Regions from separate parts of the Mus musculus genome. Here all the other regions are linked to region 1. Evidence: chromatin contacts called from public HiCAR-type and Micro-C data. All regions are on one chromosome and are shown on one strand. The core of a region is the stretch at or near the end of the contact, and the rest is flanking DNA. Distances in the headings are between cores, read along the strand shown.

Region 1 (4,116 bases), core at 963-3,462:
TTTGTACAGCCCCACAGTCATGCCTGGTGCCAAGATTGCCCTTCCTGGACCCTAGGACTCTGATGCAGATGGAACCTCCTCCTCCAGGAAGCCTTCCTTCCATTCATCCCCAATCCAGGTTAATGGAGCCTCTCTCACCTTCCATCAGACTGCAGCCGCCCTGGACAGACAGGGGAGCAGGCCCTTTGCTACAGGTTCCAAGAGCCCCTGATCATAGCACACAAGAGGGGGGCTTTGCCTGTCATGTGCACGGGAGGTGAGCATGGCAGTAAATGCAGCATTTTCTGGGTAGGGGGCCCCCTTATTCAGAATGACTGCTGGGATCACCAAGAGCCTCCAAAGTTCTACAGTCCACTTTATAATACCTCACTAGAAAGTATTTCCCTTTTCTGAGAGCAAGAGAGGATCAGAGAGACCCTAGGCTTCTCACCAGACCACACAGTCCAACTGAGTCCCAAATCCCTGAATAAGAGTTTCTCAGAACCGATAGTGGCCCAGAGTGGGATAGATGCTATCCAATATCACACAGCAGGAAGGCTGAATGAAGGGGTGGGGGAATGCCCTGGCTCAGGGATCGTGCCCCACGAGGGCTGTCATTCAGGGCTGGGGGGAGGACACAGAGGCCCCCTCATCACCAGGCAACCTGAGTGGCCAGCACGCCAGCCAACGGTTCCCATGGAGCGCATAGCTGTACACAAGAGGCCGACGCCTTTCTCGGCTGGAGAAAGGGGCTTTGTTGCCTTGCCCAAGGGGCCGGCGTGAGAGCAGCCTAGCGCTGGGAATCCTAACGGCACCACAGCCAAACAAAACCCATGGCCCCCCGCTGCCCCCTCCCGAAGGCCTGCTGAGCCCCTGGGAAAGGGACGCCTCATTCTCAGGAGGCTACGGTGGGGTTCTCAGGGCCCCTCTTTGACCAAGACTAGATAGGAGCCTGTCCTCTTAACCTCCACTGTCCTAAAGCGAAGTCTCACTGGGGCTGGGTCAGGAAGGAAAGTGAGTCTTAGTCTTCACACCAAATATCTACCCCCACCCCTACACACACACACACACACACACACACACACACACACACACACACACACACACGCAGTGCACTCTGCTCTCCCGCCCCAACGGTCCTGTTGTAGCCTCCAGGGAGATTTTCAAAGTGGGGTGTGTCTTTTTATTATGTGTATGAAGTTGGTCTAACAGGAGGTGGGGGAGCTGAGCTACTGAAGTCAGGGTTCTGAGCAAGTCTGGAGAACTAGCACCCATTTCTTTCACTTTGCCTGGTCCAGGGGTGTGCTATGCCTTTTCCTCCCTCCCTTTCAAGGGGGCGTACCTTCCACCCAGGAAGAAGGAAGGGGAGTGAAGGGGACCCAGGATGGAACTGAGCCAATTTGCTCGAAAAAGTTTAGGAACAAATATGGCCATTCACTCCAGTGTTTAGGAGAAGCGTTACAGAGCCAGCCCTAAGCTGGAGGCGACTCATCCAGACACAGAGCATGTGGCTGGGGTGACCCTGGGCAACACGGAAGGAAGCTTCCAGGGTAGTAAGGCAAAGTGAACCCCAGCAGCCACACGGGGCTGTAATGGGATTTATCAGTGTCATCGTTTCCCAGATAGACCCAAAGCAATTAACGCATCGGGAACCGCTATCGTCAGTCACCAGTTGGACCAGAGGGTGATCCCCACTTCATCCCCCTGCCCAGGCCGCGCTGGGTCTCACCATCTCCTTGTGGCGCGAGATCCAGGTCTCGAACAGCAGATCGAGCCGCGCGCGGTGAAACTTTCTGGTGGTCTTGACGGCGATGAAGACGTCGCGAGGGGACAGAACTTCGGCGGGGGGACGCGGATGGCCGTCGCCCTGGCGAGAAGCGACCCCGGGCGGTGGATCCGCGTCTCTGCGCGCGCGGGTGAGTAGACTGAAGTACTCGGAGAGGCTATGCACCTCGCGGGTGAGGACTCCGGGATCCACAGCCGCCCTGGACCCTGAAGCCGGAGCTCCTCCAGAGGAGCCCGCCAGGCTACGCAGCGCGCGCCGTCCGCGCTCAGCGGGCATCGGAGTCGGTGGCGGGTCGGCCGTGAGCACCAGGAGACAAGCCAACAGCGCGCCCACCAGCGCCAGCAGCAGGCGCCGGCCGCACCGCTGGAGCATGGTGGCCGGCGGCCGCACGTAATATCTATCCCAGTGCCAACTGGTCCGGCTGCCCGAGGCTCCCGGTCCAGCTGCGCGCCTCTCGCTTCAGGAACTCTTAAACCTCCCCTGCCCGCCACGCCTCCACGCGCTAATTGGCTGCTAGCCTTGGGGCGTAACCTTTAGGGAGATCTCTCCTTCCCACGTGGGATACGGACAAGGGGCTGGGAACCACCCAGCTGGGGTACCCACGGCACCCGCCCCCTTTGTGCACGAGCCTGTCCCGCCTGCGCCGAGTCACCCTCCGGAGCTGCTCTGGGAGACACCCAGCCTGACCAACGCCCGCCACGGCTGCACGTGGAGGACGCGCCCCCGAAGCTGGGACCTGGGTGATAGGGCCAGTGCTCCTCCGCGGGCGACATCCTTGGCTTCTCGCTGTGCATTTCCTGTCCCCGAGCGGGTTTCCTTCCCTGGGGAACGGTGCTGACTGAGCCAAAGTGGTAGCCTGCAGTGTGTCCTGAGCGATTAATTTTGAGCTGCCCTTACTGATACTTATGTCTTAGGAGTGGACCTGAAGTTCAGGCAAAAGGGTATCAGTGACAAAATTCTACGTCCCTCCGTCGGTCCATCCTTCCCTCCTCCCCCAGGCAGGCCTGTCTTGGCATCATGTTCCTAAATGGGGAGGGTTGGTCCCCAAAAACCTCAGGCACCCCGTAGCGAGGAGACACTCAAGCAGCCTCTTTCCTCGAAGGATGAAAGGCTACCTTCTGTTCCATTTGGTTCCTCCGCACTCCTACCAGATGTGACCCAGCTGTGCGCCATCCCAGACCCGCCTCCCCGGCACACGGCCCCCTTCCCACGGGCGGGGGCCTTGCCTGCGCCTAGCACGAGCGGGGGCGGCAGGAATGTGCGCCTAATGGTAGGGTGAGAGGCTACGGGTCCGGAAATGGCCAAGGGTCCCCTGGAGTGGGAGCAGGGTCCGAGCCCGAGCCTGCTGCATCTTCCGGGAGCGCAGCTGGGGGCGGCTCTCCGCCTGGCTGCCCCTGGGTCTGGTTGGCTTCAGTTTCCGCGTCCCCCTTCAAAGGAAGTCTGAGCCCACCCTGCCACCACGGATAAACTGCTGTTCCTTCTGTCGCCGACTCCCTAGCGTTTATATTTTAGACCGGAGTATCATTTCTAATTATTTCTCTACTACACTCTTCTTAATGTCCGTCCCTCTCTTGGAGGTTAAAAGAAGGCATCAGGCTGGATCAGGTAAAGACTTACTGCAGGGGCTGGCCAGATGGTTCAGTGGGCAAACGCAACTGTCACCTAGGCAGATTTGAGTTTATTTCCCAGGACCCACATGGTCAGAAAGAACCAACAATATGTTGCCCTCTGACCTCCACACGTGCAACTTGGCCTGAGCAACACACATTTATACACACGCACGCACGCACGCACATACACATACGCACACCTGCTTTCAACAAAATTCTTTTCAAAATGAAGACAGACATGATAGCCCATGTAGCAGGCTTGGACGATTGCTGAACATTTAAAGGCAGCCTGAGTTACAGAGTGAATATCGGGTCAGCCCCTGCTGCCGTGTAAAAGAGCGCCTGAAATGTACCTCATCTGGCAAAGTTGGTAAAGTGTTTGCCTAGCATGTATGACGCCTCGGTTCATCTCTGCACCAAATATTCCTTGGCAAATAGTGAGTTTGAGTCCAGCCTGAGCTACATGAGACCCTATCACAAATATAAAATAAAATGACTTTGAATTGATGTGTAGCCAGGCTCTCCCCACCCCACCCCACCCCCCAGCCTCCCACCCCACCCAGGAGTGGATCTCTGGTCCATTTGCTCTGAGGGCCCTGTGGGACACTGCAACCCCTCTGTGGTGGGAGGGAGTGGGATATGGTGGTTCCCAGGCTTCTTCCTGACCCCTCCCCCCAGGTAATTAGGAGGCACCACCTCTGGTAGGCAGATGCCTAAGCAGATGGTGCTGGCTGTGCCCGA
Region 2 (4,183 bases), core at 1,075-3,574, 1.1 Mb after region 1:
GCTGTGCTGAACCGGCAGCCCCTGTGTTGGGGGGGGGGGGGCCAAGAGATGCTCAAGGCCCACATTGCAGGGTCTCCCTTGAAGGGAAATCTGGTTACTTCTTCCTCAAGAAGGGCCTGTGAAGCCGAACTTGGATGGACCTTCATTAGCCCAGCTCTCCCAGCACAGCTACGCACATCATTCGTTATGCAGGACCTAGGACCAGGGACCACAAAGCTTTTCCAAAGCAGTCCAGCCTAGCCTGACCTGGGGGGATGGGGGGTGCCACAAGGTGGGCAAGCAGGCCCAAAGCTGACCACCAGCCCCCCCCCCCCCCTTGAGAGCAGGGATGTTCTGTAGTCCTTCCTGCTCTCAGCAGGTCTTGTCTGGGACAGCCAAGAAGAATTTAAAGATCACAGCAGCTCCCAAGACCACCACCGCTCCCTGGGCCAAGGACCTGGGCAAGGCTACCATGCCTTGCAGAATGTAGCAATGTAAAGGCTTTGTTGTGGCCCGTATAAAGTTAGCAGGATTGCACAGCAGACCTGCTCCAAGGGAGCCTGGTTTGTGCAAAAGTCTCTGAGACTAAGCCAACACCCTGGGAAGCTTTCTCTTTTCTTTTTCAAAACTTTTTTTTTTTTTGGAGGGGTGCAATTTCCAGATTACTTCCTCATCAGAAATTTCTATCATATTAGAGGGGATATAAAAAAGATTCGGACTTCACTTAAGCCACAGAACAATTTGGAGAGAGGGATTTTTAAACAGATGAGAGCAGGCCAAAGCCCAGGACCCAAATATTTCAGGCAAAGCTATGGCGCTAAACTGGTATTTTGCCAGCGTCTGCCTCCACCCCAGGCACCCACTAATAACACAGACCCCAAGGTTTCTGTATTCTAGGAAAGCATCTATTATGCAGACATTAATTCTGGAATTTTATTACGCCAAATTAACGCTGCTTTTTTTTTTTTTTTAATGAATACTGCTTCCTGACTCCTCATGAAATCGAATAACGAAGAGGTTGGGGAGGGAGGAATTTAATGGAGAAGAATCTTAAATTCAGATGCCCTTTTTTTTAAGCCCCCTCTTTTCCAATGTGTTAACCGCGAAAGTTTCCACCTACTCTCCCACAAATGCACCCCCCCAGCGGCTGTTTGTAAGACGATGGATAAATGCATGTTTCTATCTTAATATTTCACAAGCCAGAAATAAAGCAACAGATCTGTCAGCTTCGAGGATGGGAGAAAGCCTCTGTCAAGAGCGCCCAGGCCAGGGCCCACTTTGTCCCCTCCTGGAGGGCTTTTCGAGCCTCGGCAGCCTTTCCAGACTGTGCGCCGCGGCCGCAGCCAACCTACACCCGGCTTCCCCGAATCGAACGCAGTCACTGCAGTGGCTACTGGGGCGCCACCAGGATCTCTCCCCAATCACCTCGGCACTCTCAAGTTACTCACCTCCAGATGGGAGAAGGGGTTCAACCCTCATAATCCCCACCATGGCCAGCAGCGCGGAGCCTGAAACCACCTCCCCGCCACTTAGAACAAAGGTGGCCCTGCCTCACCGCGCTCTGCACGCCTAGTGCGGGATCTCGGACTCCTTGGGCGACACCAATCTTTACCTGAACTCGGGACTCGACCAGGTCCAGGCGCAGCGCCAGCGCCTCGCGCATAAACACGTCCGGGTAGTGGCTCTCATTGAACGCCTTCTCCAGCTCCTCCAGCTGCCAGCCGGTAAAGTTGGTGCGGGTGCGTCTCCGTTTGCAGCCGGGGCTCTCCTTGTCTGGATCCCCCGAGTCTGCGGGCATGCACAGGACGCTGCAAGGCTCAGCCACCTGGCAGATGCTTGTCCCGCTTGCACCCACCTCGGGTGCGGGGTGCACGGAGGAGTGGGTCGCTATTCTCCGACGGCCTGGTGCACCCCACCCCGAGGCCCCCCGTTGTGTTTCCCCGTGTCCCCGCCTCCAGCCTACCTGCAAGCTTGAAGGGCTGGCTTTCGCCGGCCACCCCGCAGGCAGCCGGCAGCAGCGGCGTGGGGTTGACCACCGAGGCGGCGGCTGCAGCGCACGAGCCGCTGAGCAGGCCGTCGATGGAGAAGGGCACCGAGGCCGCGGCAGCGGCGGCGGCGGCCGACTGCAGCTGGTGACCGGCCAGCTCGTACACGTGGTGGTGGCCCAGCGGGTAGGGGAAGCCCACCACGCCGCCCAGCGAGCCCCCGAACTGGGCATGCGGGTGCTCCAGGAGGCGACCGTCCATCATCTCGCGCGCGGGGCTGGCGGGGCGCGGGGGCGCGGACGGCGGCGGGGACAGGGGCCCGGAGCCCTACACATGCTTCGGCCCGCGCTCCGCCGCTTTACTTTATCAACATCAAGCTCTCGATAATTAGCCGCGGCCCGGGGAATTTGGGACCAATAAGAAGCGCTAATCGGCTCTGACGTCAGAGGCGTGCTGGGTGCAAGGAAACGTTTTCCATATCGATTGCTAATTATACCTGACACGCACCTCCATAAACAGTATCAGGAGCTGTCACAACAAGACGGGGTGGGGAGGGAGGGGCACCGCCGCGCTCGGCCGGCCGGGGGCCCCCGGCGAGCCCCCCACTCCTGCTCCCCGCCGCTCCCGCCCCTCGCCTCCTTCTAATAGATTTCCCTTTAAAACATTCGCCGGCGTGTTGTGGGGATTTTTCACCAGAAATGCTGTACTCTCTGAACCTTTAAAGTGATGTTGCTCCAATTACAGAGAGACATTGAGCGGCAAATAGACTGATCCAATAATGGGAGATTCATCATCCGCTCTTTCCGAAACTGTCACATTGAATTTAAAACTACAAGGGCTTCTCTACCAGCGGCCTCTCCCGGGCTGCGGGCTGCCGCGAGCGGCGGAGGGAGGAGGAGGGGGAGGAAGAGAGGAGGAGAGGAAGGGGAGAGAAGTGTCCCGACGAACTGGAAGACCAAGGGGAAGAAAGAGGAGGAAGAACAAGCCCAGGAGGGAGGGGGAGAAAGGAAAGGTTTGGGGGAGGAGGAGTGCAGAAAGAGAAAGGGAGGAAGGAGAGGAAGTGGATGGAGAGGAGGAAAGGATGGAGGGGAGGGGAGAAGAAGAAAGGGAGGAGAATGGAGGAGGAAGGAGAAGAAGTAATGGGGGAGAAAGGAAGGAGAGAGGAGTGGAACCAGAAGCGATGGAAGGACAGAGAGAAGCGAGAAGAGGAGAAGAGAAAGCGGGGAGGATAAAGAGAAGGGAGAATGAAAACGGAGAGTGGAGAGAAGGGGAGGAAGGAGGGGAACAAGGCAGAAAAAGAGAAGAAAGGGAGGGAAGTGGGACTAGATGGACGGAGAGACCAGAATGAAAGGGGGAGGGGAGAAAGGGAGAGGAGAGGAGGGGAAGGGGGGGAGAGAAGAACCTCCAAACAGTGATCCAGCCAAATGCGGCCCCCACCTATAAGGAGTCTAACCCGACGCCCTCCTCCTTGATTGGCAGTTACCCCATCAATATAGACAGGGTGGTGGCAGCTGGGGCACCCTAACCCCACTTAACTCCCACACATATGGGTCCTGGATGCCAGCCCAGAGGAGGAGGGAGCATGGAAGGAGGAAGGACAATGGTAACTTCAGGATAGTGACCAATGGCCCACGCATCCCTTCAAATAAATAAATAAATAAATAAATAAATAAATAAATCTCCCTCTGAGTCAGCTCTGAAGAATGGGTTGGAGGCACTAACCCATCTATTATAATTAAATTATGTTCGCAGTGAGATGCCATTCCCTTCTCCACTGTAAAATATTGATAGTCTCAAAAACTAAATCATTAGGGGACATATCCTTAAATAAGCCGCAAGCACGGACTGTGAGCAGAGGTGGACGCAGCCAGGATGGATGGGGATGGAGGATGGGGATGGGGGATGAGGGATAGGGATGGGGGATGGGGGAGGGGGATGGGGGATGGGGATGGGGGATGGGGATGTATCCTTTGTAAAAGCAAGTTTGTCACTGGAGAGATGGCTTTTTGCTGACTCTAAATTTGTAGGCAAAGTACTCTGACCGCCTGCCCCAGAAGGAAGCCTGATCATCACAACCCCAGGGCACAGTGACAAGTTTGCTTTGGCAAAAGTAAGGCCTAAGCAGGAAGAAATGGGACAGGCCAGAATGGTGTGTGCCATGTCTCTCTCTCTCTCTCTCTCTCTCTCTCTCTCTCTCTCTCTCTCTCTCTCTCTCTCTG
Region 3 (4,237 bases), core at 626-3,125, 1.8 Mb before region 1:
TGGCCTTCAGATGAAGATGTAGAACTCTCAGCTCCTCCTGCACCATGCCTGTCTGGATGCTGCCATGTTCCCACCTTGATGATAATGGACTGAACCACTGAACCTATAAGCCAGCCCCAATTAATTAAATGTTGTCCTTTATAAGAGGTGTCTGTTCATGGTGTCTCTTCACAGTAGCAAAATCCTAACTAAGACATGGGAGGTGATGCCACCCCTGTGCAGATGGTCCTGCCATGAGGAACAAGCCATTAAGCGGTGTTCCTCCATGATCCCTGCTTCCGTTCCTGCCTCCAGTTCTTACCCAGATGTCTCTCCATAATGCACTGTAAGCTGTAAGCCAACTAAACGGTTTCCTCTCCAACTTGTTTTTGGTGATGCAGTTTTGTCACAGCAACAGAAAGCAAACTAGGACAGTTAGCAGCAAGTTCGCTCCATTCTTAGTAGCGCAGGAGTATCAGGCACCATGTGGCTTTTCTATGTGGGTGCTGGGGATTCGAACACAAGACCTTATGCTTGTGCAGTAAGTACTTTTACCTACTGAGCCACCTCCCAAGCCTCTTGAGCTCCCTTTAAAATGTAGGTCTCGAACTCAGAATTCTGTGCATCGTAGGCAACCACTAACCAAGCATACTCGCCCAGCTGTAGTTGTCAAAGCAAGAGGTAGTTAACATACAGATTCACTCTGAAATCTCCCTACCCAGCTTTCCCCAACAACACTGTGTAACTGTTTCCTCTGATTGGAATAGAGAAAAGCAGGGGGAGAAGTCTGGAAAACTCACAGGAAACTTGTACAACTCAGGAAGCTCAAGAAACTTACAGAACTCACAAGGCTCCTTCCTGTGGCTAGGTAAGTAGTAAAGAATTATGGGGGAAGAAAAGGTTCTTCCGTGGAGCTGCCTGCAAGTTGCATAGGAGGTTCCAGGTCTGCAGCTTCTGAGTCACCCACGCTGGGGTAGACTTTCCAGTGATACAGCTGCCTTTCCTTCAAGTCTCCCATGCTCCTATGAGGAACTCCAGGAACTCATTGGTTCCCCCATGAGACTCTGGTGAAACTGATTCTTTGGTCTGTCATGGTGTCTCCCTAGAAAAAGTCACACAAGCACATCTGTAGTCCCGCTTAGTCGAACACATCAGAAAATATGACGCTCAGATACATGTCATTCCCCTGCAGAGGCTGATGCTCCTCCGTGGCTTGCCAGAAACCAATTACTGTTCAAATGACAAAGACAGGAAGCATGTCCCAAGGAAGGCCACTTTCAGAGAACCTCTCCCCTCTGGCCAGAGCTCTGACGGTGACTGAGTAATTCTAGGTATGTCGTGAAGCAGTCAGTGGTGGCTGAAAGCTGCCCTTTCCCCTAGTTAACAGAACTTTAATTTCATACAGAGTTGTAAGGGGGCTCAGCCAGAAGAGCATCTCAGGGGCTGCAGAGATGGAGAGGTGGGTACTTCCTGCTCTTGCAGTGGACCAGTCCTATAAATCAAGCCACATCCTCAGCTCTGCAAGGGGGAAATGTTTGGTTGTACATTGGACATAGCAATTGGATGAAACGGACAGTGTTCTTTAGGTATGGATAGCAGGAGTGGACAAAGTAAAGGAGGTAAGAAAATTGAAATTAAGGAACCTAGAATTCTTGGAGGAAAAGGGGGGTTGGCTTGTGCTGACAGCTGTGAGGGGCAACAATGGGATTGTTTTCCCCAACATAGAGAAAAATGGCAGGCAAGCTTTAGTTGCTACTATGGGAAGGAACTGATGAGGCAAAGGTAAAGTTTTGTGAGGAGCACAAATTTGGAGGGACAGGAAACAGGTGGAGGAGAATCAAAGGGCGGAAACAGGAAACAGAAAGGCCTTCCCCACTGGAAAGATCAGAAAGAGTTGAATGGCTGAACAAACATAAGGAGTGGAAGCTCAACCCTAAGGGGAGCACGAATGCCACCACAGAACAGCTGAGAGGCAATACCCTACCAACTGGCATGATTCTCTCTCTCAGCACTGGACAAATCACCTTGCTAGTGTTTGTGGATTTTCCCTTAGTGTTCTTGCCTCACAACTCAAGTGATGCTTGATTTCGTCTGTTCTACACTCGGATGTATGTGTGCTTGTGTGCATATATACATATGTGTGCATGTGGGGGTCAGAGGGACAACTTGCAACAATTGGTTTTTTGGCCGGGCGTGGTGGCGCACGCCTTTAATCCCAGCACTTGGGAGGCAGAGGCAGGCAGATTTCTGAGTTTGAGGCCAGCCTGATCTACAAAGTGAGTTCCAGGACAGCCAGAGCTACACAGAGAAACACTGTCTCAGAAAAAAAAAAAAAATTGGTTTTTCCTTCCTTCATGTAGGTCTCAGGGATCAAACTCAGGTGGCCAGGCTTGGCTTTGTGCCAGCCCCCTGTTCTGAGTCCAGTGTCTATAAGGGGGTCTCTCTGGGTCGTACAATGTGCAGAGTTCAGTTTTTAGACAATCTAATCCTCAAGGTCACTTAGTCAATCTGCACCTGCCCGAAGTCCATCAAAGGTCCCCTGCTTTCCCTTCCTGGGCGCTATAAATACATCCCACTCTGTTTCTCTAGGATGCTTACGGTTCCCGTTGGTTTAGAATAGCTTTGCAACTGTAGGCTATTTGCATGTCTGTTTTACAAAGTGTTTATAAATTGCAGAATTTAACCTGATTTTCTATTGGGTCTTCTAGGGATTTGTTGTTGTTGTTGTAACTGCTGTTGTTTGTTTCTCTGCTGTTGTTATCTGGCAATGCTGAGGATGGAATGTGGGGTCCTGGGCTTCTCTCACTGAGTCCTGGCACTTGCTCTGGAGAGGCTGATTGGCCAGTGAGCCCCAGGGATGAGCAAAAGACCTAAGGACCAGCCTCAGGGAGGAAAGATGATTTGGATTCACAGTCTGAAGGGCCCTGTCTGTGGTTGCTTGGTCACAGGCACTTAACAGAATGTCATGGTATGAGCATGTGGTAGGGGAATGTCTTGGCCTCATGGTGGTCAGGAAGCAGAGCTGAGGCCCAGCATTCATCTCTCTTCCTGACTGTGGATGCCATGTGTGCAGCTGCCTCATACTCCTGCTGCCCTGCCCTCCCCACTATGGGGGGCTATGATGTCCTGCTGTGAGCCAGAACAAGCCTTTACAATCCTAGGCGACTCTTTCAGGGCAAAAGTAGCGCACACACACACACACACACATATAAAATGTGTTTGTATATATATATGTATATAGTGATATATAATGATATATAACAAATATATATTCTATACATTATATATAATTATATACAACCCATTAACATTATATATTCATATATTCACATGAATATATTCTTATGTATTTATGTATTATTCATATGTTCATAATAGATTCATATATTATATATGCTACATATAACTGATATGTATAATGTGTGGAACCTGTCACTTGCTTAGGCTAGAATGGCTGGCCAGCGAGCCCTGTGGATTCACCTATCTCCATCCACCCAATGGTAAAATTACAAGCGTGGGCCACTGTGCTCAGCTTTTTTTTTTTTTTTTTAAATGTGGGTTCTGGTGACAGGGGATCAAACTCAGGTCCTCATGCCTGTGTAGTGAGCACTTTAGGGATCCTTCTGTCACAGAGCAATGTACAGAACTCTAGGAATAGCAGCTGTGTAGGGGCAGTGGAAGGAGAGCTATCTTCCGATGGGTGTACAGGCATAAATTAAGGAGACTCTGAAAAAACTCTGAGGCTGGTACATTTCTCTTTCTGCTACACTGATGTTTAGGGAAGTGGGCAGTCACACCCACGTCTTGTGCAGTCATTCAGAAGGCCTGAAGTCATGTGATGTTGCCAGCCTGCTCTGAGATGAGGCCTTAAGGAAGGGTACTAGTGAAGAAAGGGCCTTATTAAAGATGGTTGTTGGGCGTGGTGGCGCACGCCTTTAATCCCAGCACTCGGGAAGCAGAGACAGGCAGATTTCTGAGTTCAAGGCCAGCCTGGTCTACAGAGTGAGTTCCAGGACAGCCAGGGCTATACAGAGAAACCCTGTCTTGAAAAAAAAAAAAAAAAAGATGGTTGTTACAAGCAACCGCTGGGATGTCGAGGATGGGGTAAACGCTTACGTGGGGAGGAACAGCGTTTGAGAACCATTCTGGTTTCTGTGAAATTTCACTTGAAAACATCTTACTTCTCTCAGTGAGAATCAGTCTGTGTTCACTGGAGAAAACTAGAAGAGCAGATGTCAGTAGGGGACTTTTGGAAGGG

Evidence for each region. A called contact is a pair of places that touch in the nucleus more often than the background predicts. HiCAR-type assays count read pairs that join an accessible place to other places.
Region 2: a contact with region 1 is called in a Micro-C map of embryonic stem cells, with 3 times the contacts expected there. The contact joins the promoter of Uncx here to the promoter of Lfng in region 1. A contact is called at or near these places in 4 of 39 promoter capture datasets (embryonic stem cells, hippocampal neurons, maxillary cranial neural crest and 1 more), 6 of 484 Hi-C or Micro-C datasets (all in embryonic stem cells) and 3 of 115 datasets of contacts at active chromatin or transcription factors (embryonic stem cells and pancreatic cancer cells).
Region 3: a HiCAR-type map of astrocytes shows a contact between it and region 1, with 6 times the contacts expected there. The contact joins the enhancer-like site here to the promoter of Lfng in region 1. A contact is called at or near these places in 7 of 39 promoter capture datasets (the 3T3-L1 cell line, the C10 cell line, cranial neural crest and 3 more), 1 of 484 Hi-C or Micro-C datasets (embryonic stem cells), 7 of 115 datasets of contacts at active chromatin or transcription factors (the 230-238 cell line, astrocytes, embryonic forebrain and 3 more) and 1 of 9 other capture datasets (embryonic stem cells).

The regions. Positions count from the first base shown.
Region 1 is chr5:140,605,437-140,609,552 of GRCm38.p6, reverse strand. It overlaps Lfng (LFNG O-fucosylpeptide 3-beta-N-acetylglucosaminyltransferase), which reads right to left and starts at 2,212. Exons shown (of 8, transcript NM_008494.3): 1 at 1,709-2,212. The coding sequence starts at 2,137.
Region 2 is chr5:139,542,039-139,546,221 of GRCm38.p6, reverse strand. Uncx (UNC homeobox) reads right to left here and starts at 2,324. Exons shown (of 3, transcript NM_013702.3): 1 at 1,943-2,324; 2 at 1,592-1,767. The coding sequence starts at 2,228.
Region 3 is chr5:142,375,814-142,380,050 of GRCm38.p6, reverse strand. It overlaps Gm31127 (a long non-coding RNA gene), which reads left to right. Exons shown (of 4, transcript XR_377178.3): 4 at 1-361. Among named protein-coding and RNA genes, the nearest start is that of Gm31127, 10 kb to the left of the region's middle. Within about 2 kb of position 1,875, at least 12 of the 459 cell types and tissues checked have an H3K27ac peak or open chromatin away from gene starts, as enhancers often do.